2 separate regions of the Sus scrofa genome follow, and region 2 is linked to region 1. Evidence: chromatin contacts called from public HiChIP or PLAC-seq data. All regions are on one chromosome and are shown on one strand. Each heading gives the region's core, a stretch centred on a gene start, on an enhancer-like site or on the middle of the called end of the contact. The rest is flanking DNA. Distances are from core to core; before and after follow the strand shown. Region 1 holds the start of GSK3A (glycogen synthase kinase 3 alpha). Region 2 holds the start of CD79A (CD79a molecule).

Region 1 (5,250 bases), core at 1,899-4,398:
AGAGGTACAGGAGGGCAGAGAGGGAAAAGTTTCCCCAGGGCCACAAAGAATTGAGGGCTCAGGGCCTGTTGGAGGGGTTTAATCCATGAAATTCCACCCCCGTGTAGCTCTGAGGGAGAAGGAACTGGCAACTACCCACATTCCTCCTCATTTCATGCCAGCCCAGGGTGGGTGGTCCCAAATGATGCCCTTTGGCAGTGAAGAGAGGCTCCACCGCTGGGGTACTGACAGGAAACTGAGGCTCGAGTGGTAGCCTGCGGGCAACTGCTCCCTCTCCTGGGTGATGTAAGTCACTCCCTGGGGTGGGGGCCACGGCTATTTCTGGAAGTTGGGATGAGCCATGTTTCCTGGCAACGAAGATGCAGCTGAGTTGGTGGTGGTGGTGTGATGGAGAAAGGGGATGTCATCACTGAAGGAGGAGGGAGGACCCTGACTAGTAGTCTCATTCCCTGATTCCAGTGTCTTCAAAGCACCTCAAAACTGGGTCTAACATGGATTCAAAAGTGGTCAGCTCCAGAACTGCTCTCCAGGTCAGACCACAGCCCAGGCAGACTTGTTGCCCCAAATTCTGGCTGAGGAGGATGTCACAGGTGGCATCTGGTCTTCAAAACTCCAGTGGCTCCTCTAATAACCCACCCAAATCAACTTCTGCAAGACCACACCCTATTGCCTTCCACATCCCCTGGGATCTCCGATACCTAGTATAAAGCCATTTATAGATCTAATGACACTGCATCAATTAATTCACCCCATCAGAGAACCTCTTCGTGTCTGTAATACCTAGCACTGTCACAGTCCCCCAAAGCTCTTTTTTGATGCTTCTCAATCACCCTTCACCTCTTCACCCTCAGATCTCCTCTGTCACTAGTAGCTTCTCACAGTCTCGCACAGACCTTTTAGACACCCCAAGTCCTCTCAGACTTCACTTGTCTCTAGTGAAACCACTTCACCTCTTCACGTATGCCCTTAGCGCCTCCAGACACCAATAGGCCCCTCTTAGCCAGTCACAGTCCGCTCTGGAACCTCAACGAGCATTCTCAGCCCGTGCAGACATCCAGGTAATGACTGACACCTGATTCCCACAGACCCCGCAATTCCCTCTGGCGGTTGCCCACGCGCGCAGCCCACTGCGCATGTCCCACTGGTTCTGGCAGTTAAGTAACCGCCGCTATCCCGCCCGGCTTTCCGGCCCTTGCCCGCCTTCTTGGTTCAGTTTAGGACTCTCCAGGCTTTGGGCTTGACTCAGATTTTTGCTTTTGGACTCCCAGCCGACGTCAGAGGGCAGCAGGCCCTGTTTGCCTGAAAAATTACTGCAATTCCCAGAAGTACTCGCTCCGGGCTGTGGAAGACGCAGCCACATTCATTGAGAAGGGAGCGGAAGTGAGACTTCGCTTTGCCTTCTGGTTAATGTAGTTCAAAAAGGCTTTGGTGTTACCTTCTCTTCTGCCTCAAGGGAGTCTTTGTCCGCTGGGAATTGCGGTCGGCTACAGACCTAGGGGCCAATCTTCAGAAAGGCAGGCCAGTTAGTGTGATCACTATCAAAGTGAGGTCTATAGGCTCCATTTCCCATCACTCCACGAGGCAGGAGGGCTGAGGGTAGTTTCATTCCAGTTCCAGGTATTTCCGGGACACACACACACACACACACACACACACACACACACACACACACACATCATATGAACTGTTTCCCAGCGCGGTTTGGGACTACTGCCCTTCCGGGTATAAACTGATAAGTGGGGCGACATAATGAGTGCCCAAAACCCGAGGCTACTCCTAGCAGCCGGCTTCTTTTGAGGCTTCCGGGATCCTGTAATTTAGGAAGCGTGAGGATGCAAAAACCTGAATGGGGCGGGGGAGGTTCCAAACAAATTATATTTTCACCTCTTTCAACATTCCGCTCAGTCTCCTGGTGTAAGTCACATTGCTAGAAAAAGCTAGACAATATCCGAAGACTGTATTGTCCTGAGACGCCGGCAGAAACTTTGTTTCCTAAATCGTTTGCGGAGAGGGTTTCCTTCTGGATTTGTGGAAACTTGGATTTTGGAGTGTTAGGACTCCATTTTCCACCACCGCCTGGTCACCTACGGCTTTTTTGAGGGACCTGGGGGCGGGGCAGGATGCGCTGAAACTTTCTTCAGTTACACCCAGTCGACTGCCGTTCTTTCACCTTTCGCTCGCGCTCTCTCAAAGTTACCAATTAGACTACACCTCCCGGCAAGCCTCTGCACTTTCGCCTCATAAAGGGTCAGGATGCGGTCTGGCCTTTCCCTCAGCCCGCTTCTGGATCATGATAGATCCCTTCCCCTCAGTCAATGGGAAGGCTGCCTTGAACTACATTTCCCAGAAGCCACAAAGGCTCGCTGTGGCAACTACGCTGAAGCGTTGGTGTTGACTACATTTCCCAGCAGGGGCTGCGGCCTAGCGTATGAGGGAGGAGGAATGCTGTACTTACTCCATTTCCTATCCTATCTCCGGAACTGCAGTATTCGCTTGAGGCTTAGGGGAAATCACAGAGGACTCCATTTCCCGGCGTTCTTTGGAAGTAGCTTTACACCTGCAATGCGGTGAGGGCGTGGCGACAACTCCATTTCCCAGCTGGCCTTGACGCTGGATAGTTTCGGGTCCCTGGTCTCCGACTCAGTTTCCCAGAGTGCACCTGGCGCCTGTGGGCATACAGCCAATAGACTAAGGCAGCGACTGAACTCCGTTTCCCGGAGTGCATCAGGCCTATACGGCTCACTGATGGAGGCACTGCGACTATGTTCCTAAGGCACACACAGGTTGTTGCGGTGGAGTGAGTGTGAGACTCTGACCCAGCTTCCGAAAGTGCTTCAGAGTCAGCTGTCAGCACAGTCGGCCAACTTACTGCCCAGAACTCCAATTCCCGACGTGCAGCTCATCATCCCCGCGGTCTACTCTGAGGTCTTTGCAGACTCCATTTCCCGGCGTGCCACGCGGCACTCTGTGAGGGCCGAGAGAGGCGACGGCGGCGCGCAGGGTAGGCGGACTGCATCTCCCGGCGTGCCCCGCGGCGGGCGCTGGGCCGGAGCCGGAGCCCGAGCGGCGCGGCCTGGAAGAGGCCGGAGCCCGGGGGAGGCGGCGGCAGCGGCAGCGGCGGGGGCAGCCCGGGCAGCCCGAGCCCCGCAGCCTGGGCCTGCGCTCGGCGCCATGAGCGGTGGCGCGCCTTCAGGAGGCGGCCCTGGGGGCTCGGGCCGGGCGCGGACCAGCTCGTTCGCGGAGCCAGGCGGCGGAGGCGGTGGCGGCGGCGGCGGCCCCGGGGGCTCGGCCTCCGGCCCAGGCGGCAGCGGCGGCGGGAAGCCGTCTGTCGGAGCCATGGGCGGGGGCGTGGGGGCCTCGAGCTCCGGGGGTGGCCCCAGCGGCAGCGGCGGAGGAGGCAGCGGCGGCCCGGGCGCCGGCACCAGCTTCCCGCCGCCCGGAGTGAAGCTGGGCCGTGAGTACTAGCGACGCCCGTAGCGGGTGGAGGTTGGGGTCCCCGAAGCCACTCAGACGTCGATCAGGTTCTTCTCTAGGCTGAAAGAGGAGCTCGAGGTCACTCTCCCTCCCCAAACTGGGATCTGAGCTCTCCCCCTCCCAGAAAAAGGGATTTGGGGGGTTACCATCACTTAAGAGTTTAGAATTAGAATTAGTAATCTTCTAAGAGACAGGGCTCACAGACTCCTGTTCTTCTAGTACCGAAGTCTTGGGTCCTTGAGCCTTAAAAACAGGGCTCTGATGTTGCCATCTATCAGAGAACAAGATCAGGGGTCACTGTCTCTTGCAAATGGGGCTCAAGGGTTATTGTTCCCCAAGAGAACAAGAATAAGATTACCACTACCTGGACGGGGGAAATATGAATTTGCTCTCCTTTAGAATGTGGGGATTTGGAGTGAGTATCACTCAGAAGCAGGGATTTCGGTTTGCTGTGTCCCCAGAGAACAGGGCCAGGGCTTTCCAAACCTGGTACCCATTTACCTTCTGTTTTAAAACACTAGGCCTAGAATCATTACCTGTCCATAACATGTAGAACTGTATCCCCAATGGTGGAAATTAATGATTGCTGCTTCTTTAGGACAGACTGGAAGTCAGCATACCCTTCAGACTAAGTCCATAGTCACTAATATTCAAAAAAGATGGCTTAGTGGATCTTCTTTCACACACACACACAGAGAAATGGGGCAGGGGAGGGTCGCAGTTCCCATAGAATAGGGATGTGAGCTTATACCCATTTCATTATTCTGAGATACGGTGTCATTGCCACTGGAAAAATAGTTATGTAGGATCATCTCCCTCCAAAAGATGGTGTCACTGGCCCCTCAAAATGGATTTGATTCATCATTTATCTCTTTTCTTTGGAGAACCTTTCAATTTCTCAAAGAAAAAGGGTCACTCTCCCCCAAGATTGCCACCAAATTTTGCTGCCATTCAGAGAATGGAATTGGAAATTACAGCTTTCTTTCAATGGACTGAGGCTGGGATAACCCCTGTTAAGAAATCAGGTTTACCATTCTCCCTATTTAGTACTTATCCATTAGGGATCATTCACATACAGAATGGGGTCTGGGGCTCTGGACCACAGGTCACCAATGAGTTCAGGCCAGTGCCTTTTTCTAGCCCCAGAGTATCTTGGTAAGAGCGAATTATCCCCAAAAAGTGAGAGTCAAGACACTAGCACTCCTTATGGGAGGACTCATTCATTTCTGTCACCAGAAACCAGTGGTGAAGTTAAGAGCTCCACTCAGAGAGGACTTGAAGGTCACTGTTCCCCCGAGTTGTGAGAAAGCTTAGTGCTTTTCTCAAGTTGAAGTACCTCGGAGTTACTGCTCTCAAACAGAAGTCAGGTCAAGGCTTTCCGCAGTGAGAAGGGACCAGGGCAGTTAGCTCACAGTGGAAGGATTCAACATCTGGGAGTGTCGGTGCCTCCTCACATCAAGAGGGACCAGTGATAGGCTGCTCACTAGAAGTGGAAATTAAGGGTTATCAACTCTTGAAAAGCAAGAGGTTTTATGTGTGTATCTTCCCAAATGGGAAGAGTCAGGATTTAGGGTTCCATGAAGGGAACAGGGGAAAGGGCCCTGGGAGGCAACCAATAGCCATCTTTGAAGATGGGGAAGGGACAAAGAACCCCCAGTGAGCTTTCTGTAGAGATTCCCCTCCCTCCCACAGCCCCAGGATAGGGTAGTGGCCAGAGGAGGAAGGTCAGCAGAACTGTGTTCCCTTTGTTCCCCCAGGTGACAGCGGGAAGGTGAC
Region 2 (5,250 bases), core at 2,033-4,532, 310 kb after region 1:
CACCCAGAAAAGACTGTGAAAAAAGAGCTGGTTCCAGGGAAGATGCGAGTGAGACGTGGGTTGGGTGCCCAGTTGGCAGGGCAGCCGGGCTGGGTCAGGCGGGGTCACGGCTTCTCTAGCTGGACGTCTCCGATGTGGAGGCTGCCCACGTCCTGGTAGGTGCCCTGGAGGCCCCGGGAGATATCCTCATACATGGAGCAGTCATCAAGGTTCAGGCCCTGGGGGAGAAATGCAGGGCGGGGCTCAGTGCCCTGATGTGCAGGTCCCTGCCCCCAGCCAGGCTCAGGGAGGAACCCCATGAAACCCCCCACCCCACAGACCTGCACCTGCCCTGCACCTGCCCCCACCTTCCACTCACCTCGTAAAGATTTTCATCATCATAATCATCCTGGACATCCGCCCCGAATTTCACATTCTGCCATCGTTTCTGTGGGGGGATTGGGAGCCTCCGTGAGTCGGGGAAGGGGAATGTTTTCAGACCCTCATGAGGGTGGGGAGGTGCTTTACCAGAGAGGGTCAGGGAGATGCCCAGGGCCACATATCCTATTGGTAGCAGGTCTCTCTAGGTTCAAGCCAGTGTCCTTTTGGCCCATGCTTCACGGATAACAGCGGCAGTGTTAGTAAATAGGTCTAGAGGCCCTGTGGCCTAAAGAGAGGCTGATGCAGGTCAGAGACTCCGGGAGGACGCCAGCCCCCATCACCCAGCCTTGGCTACACTTAGAGGCTACAGCCCTGCTGGGTGGAAGGGAGAGTGGACATGGGACAACCCTGAGGGAAGACAGAACAAGGATGCCCATCCAGGCCCAGCACCATTGAAAATGCTTTCATTATATTAAATTCTTTTTTTTTTTTTTTTTCATTTTTTTGAGCAGCACCGGTGGCACATGGAAGTTCCTGGAGCTAGGGGTTGAATTGGAGCTGCAGCTGCTGGCCGATGCCACAGCCACAGCAACACCAGATCTGAGCTACATCTGCAACCTATGCCACAGCTTGCAGCAATGCTGGATCCTTTAACACACTGAGTGAGGCCAGGGATCAAACCTGCATCCTCATGGATACTAGTCAGGTTCTTAACCTGCCGAGCCACAATGGGAACTCCCTCATTATATTAAATTCTTGAGCCCTCACAGGCCTTGTGAGGTGGGTGCTTTCATTCTGCCAAGTTTTGGTGGGGAGCCTGAGGCTCAGGGGGGAGCTGGTCCCCAGGTGGCTCACCCTGAACAGCAGCAGCGTCCCAGGCACCACGGCACAGATCAGCAGGATGATCCCCTCAGCTGTGATGATGTTGTTCTTGGTCCCCTCCCCCATGTCCAGGAAGGGCCTGGGGAGGGGGTCTGTGAGGACAGAGTGCGGCTTAGAGCCCTGGCACCTCCCGCCCACCCCCACGCGCCTCCCAGCCCAGCAGCCACAGCCCCCCCTCAAAGGCCAAGACCACTGACGCCCCCACTTGGCAGGTGAGAAAATTGGCCACTATGTATGCTGACAGTAAGGATTGATGCAGGCACTGGCTCCATCCCCCTTCCCAGGTGAGGAAGCCAGTGTCCCCAGCTGTGGAGGGATGGGACCTTGGAACCAGCCCCCAGGCACTCACCTCGCACGCGGAGGTAGGTCCCACAGGAGCGCTGAATCCTCTGGCCCTCGTTGACTTCGCACCTGTACATGCCCCTGTGGCTCTTGTTCACTTGCTGGATGATCAGCTCGCCCTTGGGGCCCAGTTCTGAGAGATCCATGACCGGGGGCCACGTGGAGTTGCCTTGAGGGACGCGCCACCAGGTGATGTTAGTGCTGTTGCTGTTGTGTCTGCATGGGAGGCTGACCTTGTCCCCCACACTCACCGTCACCGATGGCGGGCCCCAGTCCACCCACAGGGCCTGGCAACAAGGGCCTGCGGAGAGGAGAGGCAGATGGTCAGGGACCTTGACACAGGCCCAGCCTGGCCCCTGCAGCTGTAGTGCTCCCGGCTGTGTATGTGTGTGTGGACTGTGTGCATGACGGACCCCGGGGCCCGTCCCCGCTCATCACTCCAGAGCCATCTCCTTCGGCCCTTTCCATACCCGCTCTCTGCTTCAGCTCCACTGCCCTCCCTGGCACTTGGATAGTTGGTCGCCTTGGTGCTAGAAGTGCGCTTGGCCTGGCAGCTCCTTCCAGAATCGGTTTGGCCATCGCCTCTTCCTGAGGGCCCTCCTGGTTCCCTCTCTCACCCCAGCCCCAGCCCCAGCTCGGGCCCACACTTGGCAATTTATTTATTTCATATAATTGTCACAGAACCCTGAGAAGTCGGTTCTCTCATTGTCCCATGTTGCAAGTGGGACAGTGGAGACCGAGGGTGGCAGGAGTGGCTCAGGGGGGTGAATCCTGACCCCGGGAAAAGGGTTTCTTCCTGCCTGTTTGCCGGCCCGCCTTGCCCTGTGACCCTGGGCCCACCCCCGCATGTCAAGCTGGGGGCCAGGGGTGGTTCAGTGGGTGGGCTGAGCTGGGGTTAGGGAGGGCCTCAGCTAGGTGGTTGGTGGGAGGGAGCTGGGGTGGCGCAGGCTGGCTGCTGGGGAAGCCCCAGTTTTCAGCCTCCCCCCACAGGCCAGTCCACATGGCTGGCTCTGCCTCCTTCATCGGGAGAAAGAGAGAGGTGAGGAGGACAGAAAGGAGGAAGAGGTGGGGACAGAGGTAGCAACCTCAGGGTCACGGTCATGGACTCCAGTCCTAGGTCCCAGTGTCACTTGGGGTGATTGGCCACCTCTCTTGGTGTGACAGGGTGGTCACAGCCCTGCCCAGCTGGCGGCGTTGCGCAGGAAGGGAAGGGGGAAGGTCACCCAGCTCCATAGACAAGGGATGAGATTCAAGGCAGAGAAGGAGAAAGCTTTTTCTTCCTCCTGAAGCTGAGCACTACCCACGGTCCCTCCCTGCCCCCAGCTCTGGAGCTCAGTGGGTCAAAGGCAACCTTAGTTCCTTATTTTGATCTGTGGGGATGAAGGGTGGCAAAGGTATCTCAGGCCCCCGCCTCCCTCCATGAAATATGCCCTTCAACTTCACTGAGCTCCCTTCAGCCTCCCGTCGGCCTGCTGGGGACAGTTAAGCTGATAGATGCAGTTTCTGTGGGGTCTTTTCCAGCCCTCCTCTTGTCAGCTCCTCTCCCACCCCCTCTGCCTGTGCCCTCTCAGCTGCCTCCCAGTTCCCCCACTCCCACCCCCGCACCTGCTCTTAACCACGTACCCAGGGCAGCTGCGGAGATCAAGAGGAGAAAGATGGTGGCAGGTGGGGTTTGGAGGGCTCGGCGACCCCCAGGCATCTTCTCCCAGTGAGTTGGTTTGTCTGGGTTGCAGCAGTCCGGGGGTACCAGATCCCACCTCGGTCAAGCTCAAAACCCCGCCCCACTTCCTGCCCAGCCCTGCGGAGATGGGCTCCACTGGCCCCACTGCTGGGCCGCTGGCTGTCAGGCTGCGGGGAGCCCCTGCCAGGAGGCTTCAGGCTACAAGTGGAGAGGAACCGCTCCCTGCACCTGTGGCCACCACAATTCCCCCGAGAGGAGACTGCTCGGGTGGGGGGAAGAGGCTGGTTCAAGGCCCTTCACCTCGTCACTGGAAAGGAAGACTGAGGCAGCTGGGGTTTGGGGTGCCTGCTGTGTTCAGGTGAGGGGGTGGTTCCAAACTTAGCCTCTGCTCCTCAGTGGCCTTGGGCAAAACTGGTCCCCTCTCTGAGCCTCTGTGTTTTCTTGGGGTTGGAAAAGAGGAGTTAATTAAAGAGACTGTACATGCTGAGCACGGAACACAGGGCCTGGCAGGGAGCAGGGGCTCAGTAAATGTTGGTGACCTTGAACACTCCCAAGGAATAAAGCATCAGGTCCACCAGCTCAGTGACTAGGTGGTAGCTTCCTTTTCAGAGCCTTGGCTTTTTTTTTTTTTTTTTTTTTCTTTTTTTGCCTTGGCATTTTTAACCTGAGCGATAAGGATAAAATGTCTCCTTGGTGGCGCTCCGAGGTGATGCAGTGAGTTTAGGATCCAGTGCTGTCACTGCTGTGGTGTGGGTTTGAGCCCTGGCCTTGTGGGCATGGCCAAAACAAATCTCCCTGGTATTGTGACATGAGATGAGGGTCCCAACGCCCATGCACCCCAGTGGGCTCTTGTGTGGTGTTCTTTCATTTTAGCCTCTACACAGGTGGGCAAGGCAGGTCATCCCCCTTTTATAGAGGAGGAAACTGAGGCCATCACAGGGAGGGGACACCATCACTGTCACTTGCCCAGTGTTATGTAGTTTGGTGGTGGGGCAGGGATTCCTAGTCACTTATGTGTGCCCAGGTTCCTTTGAGCATCAGTTTAGGTCAAGAGGGAGAGAAATGAGGCCTAAAGGTGAGGGGGAGGTGAATGATAAAAAGTTGTTGAGATGTTTGTGAGTGTTCAGGGGACCGTCTCACACATGTACACACTGACACATAAGGAGACAGCTAGGAAAAAACTCATGGCAGGAAGATTTCTGGTCACAAAAACTGGGAAACAGATGAAAAGCCCATTTACAGGAGAATGGATGATACCTTGAGGTACGGTCAACCAGTGGAGTAGTACACAGCAGAAGAGGCTGAGCTTTGCTTGTCTGTAGGGCTGCATCTCTGAGCCACAAGAGGTTAAGGATCTGGGGTTGTCACTGCGGCAGCAGCCTAGGTCACTGCTGAAGTATGGGTTCAATCCCTGGCCCGGTAGCTTTGCAAACCCCCTAAAGCACAAAACAAAACAGGGTTGCCTCTCAGAAATAACAAAATGAGAAGAAACGTATTCTGGCAGGCTTGTTTTCAAAAGGCAAAACAATCCATGCGGGGGAGCGACACCTCATTCCTGAGAGGGGTTGACTCTGGGGGAAGCGAGGAGGTCTTGACTGGGAAGGTCACACAGAGGGCTTGTCCGCCTTTGTTTGTCCTGTTTTACTTCTTCTTCTTTTTTATTTTTTGCTTCTTAGGGCCACACCCATGGCATATGGAGGTTCCCAGGGTACAGGTCAAATCAGAGCTATAGCTGCCAGCTTATGCCACAGCCACTGCAATGCTGGATCTGAGCCCCATTTTTAACCTACACCACAACTCACATCAACGCCAGATCCTCAACCCACTGAGCAAGGCCAGGGATTGAACTTGTATCCTCATGGATGCTGATCAGATTGGTTAGCCTCGGAGCCACGACGGGAACTCCTGTCTTGTCTTACTTATGCTGGATGGTGAGTTTGTCTTTCTCACACTATTATGTATATTGTTTAGCATGCTTTTGGAAT

The links. HiChIP or PLAC-seq counts read pairs in DNA pulled down with a chosen protein or histone mark.
Region 2: a contact with region 1 is called in an H3K27ac HiChIP or PLAC-seq map of alveolar macrophages. The contact joins the promoter of CD79A here to the promoter of GSK3A in region 1. A contact is called at or near these places in 1 of 47 Hi-C or Micro-C datasets (embryonic fibroblasts) and 1 of 2 datasets of contacts at active chromatin or transcription factors (alveolar macrophages).

What each region holds. Positions count from the first base shown.
Region 1 is chr6:49,687,222-49,692,471 of Sscrofa11.1, forward strand. GSK3A (glycogen synthase kinase 3 alpha) reads left to right here and starts at 3,149. Exons shown (of 12, transcript NM_001315708.1): 1 at 3,149-3,454; 2 at 5,232-5,250. The coding sequence starts at 3,172.
Region 2 is chr6:49,996,012-50,001,261 of Sscrofa11.1, forward strand. CD79A (CD79a molecule) reads right to left here and starts at 3,283. Exons shown (of 5, transcript NM_001135962.1): 1 at 3,208-3,283; 2 at 1,592-1,885; 3 at 1,216-1,334; 4 at 359-427; 5 at 105-218. The coding sequence starts at 3,283. The coding sequence ends at 105.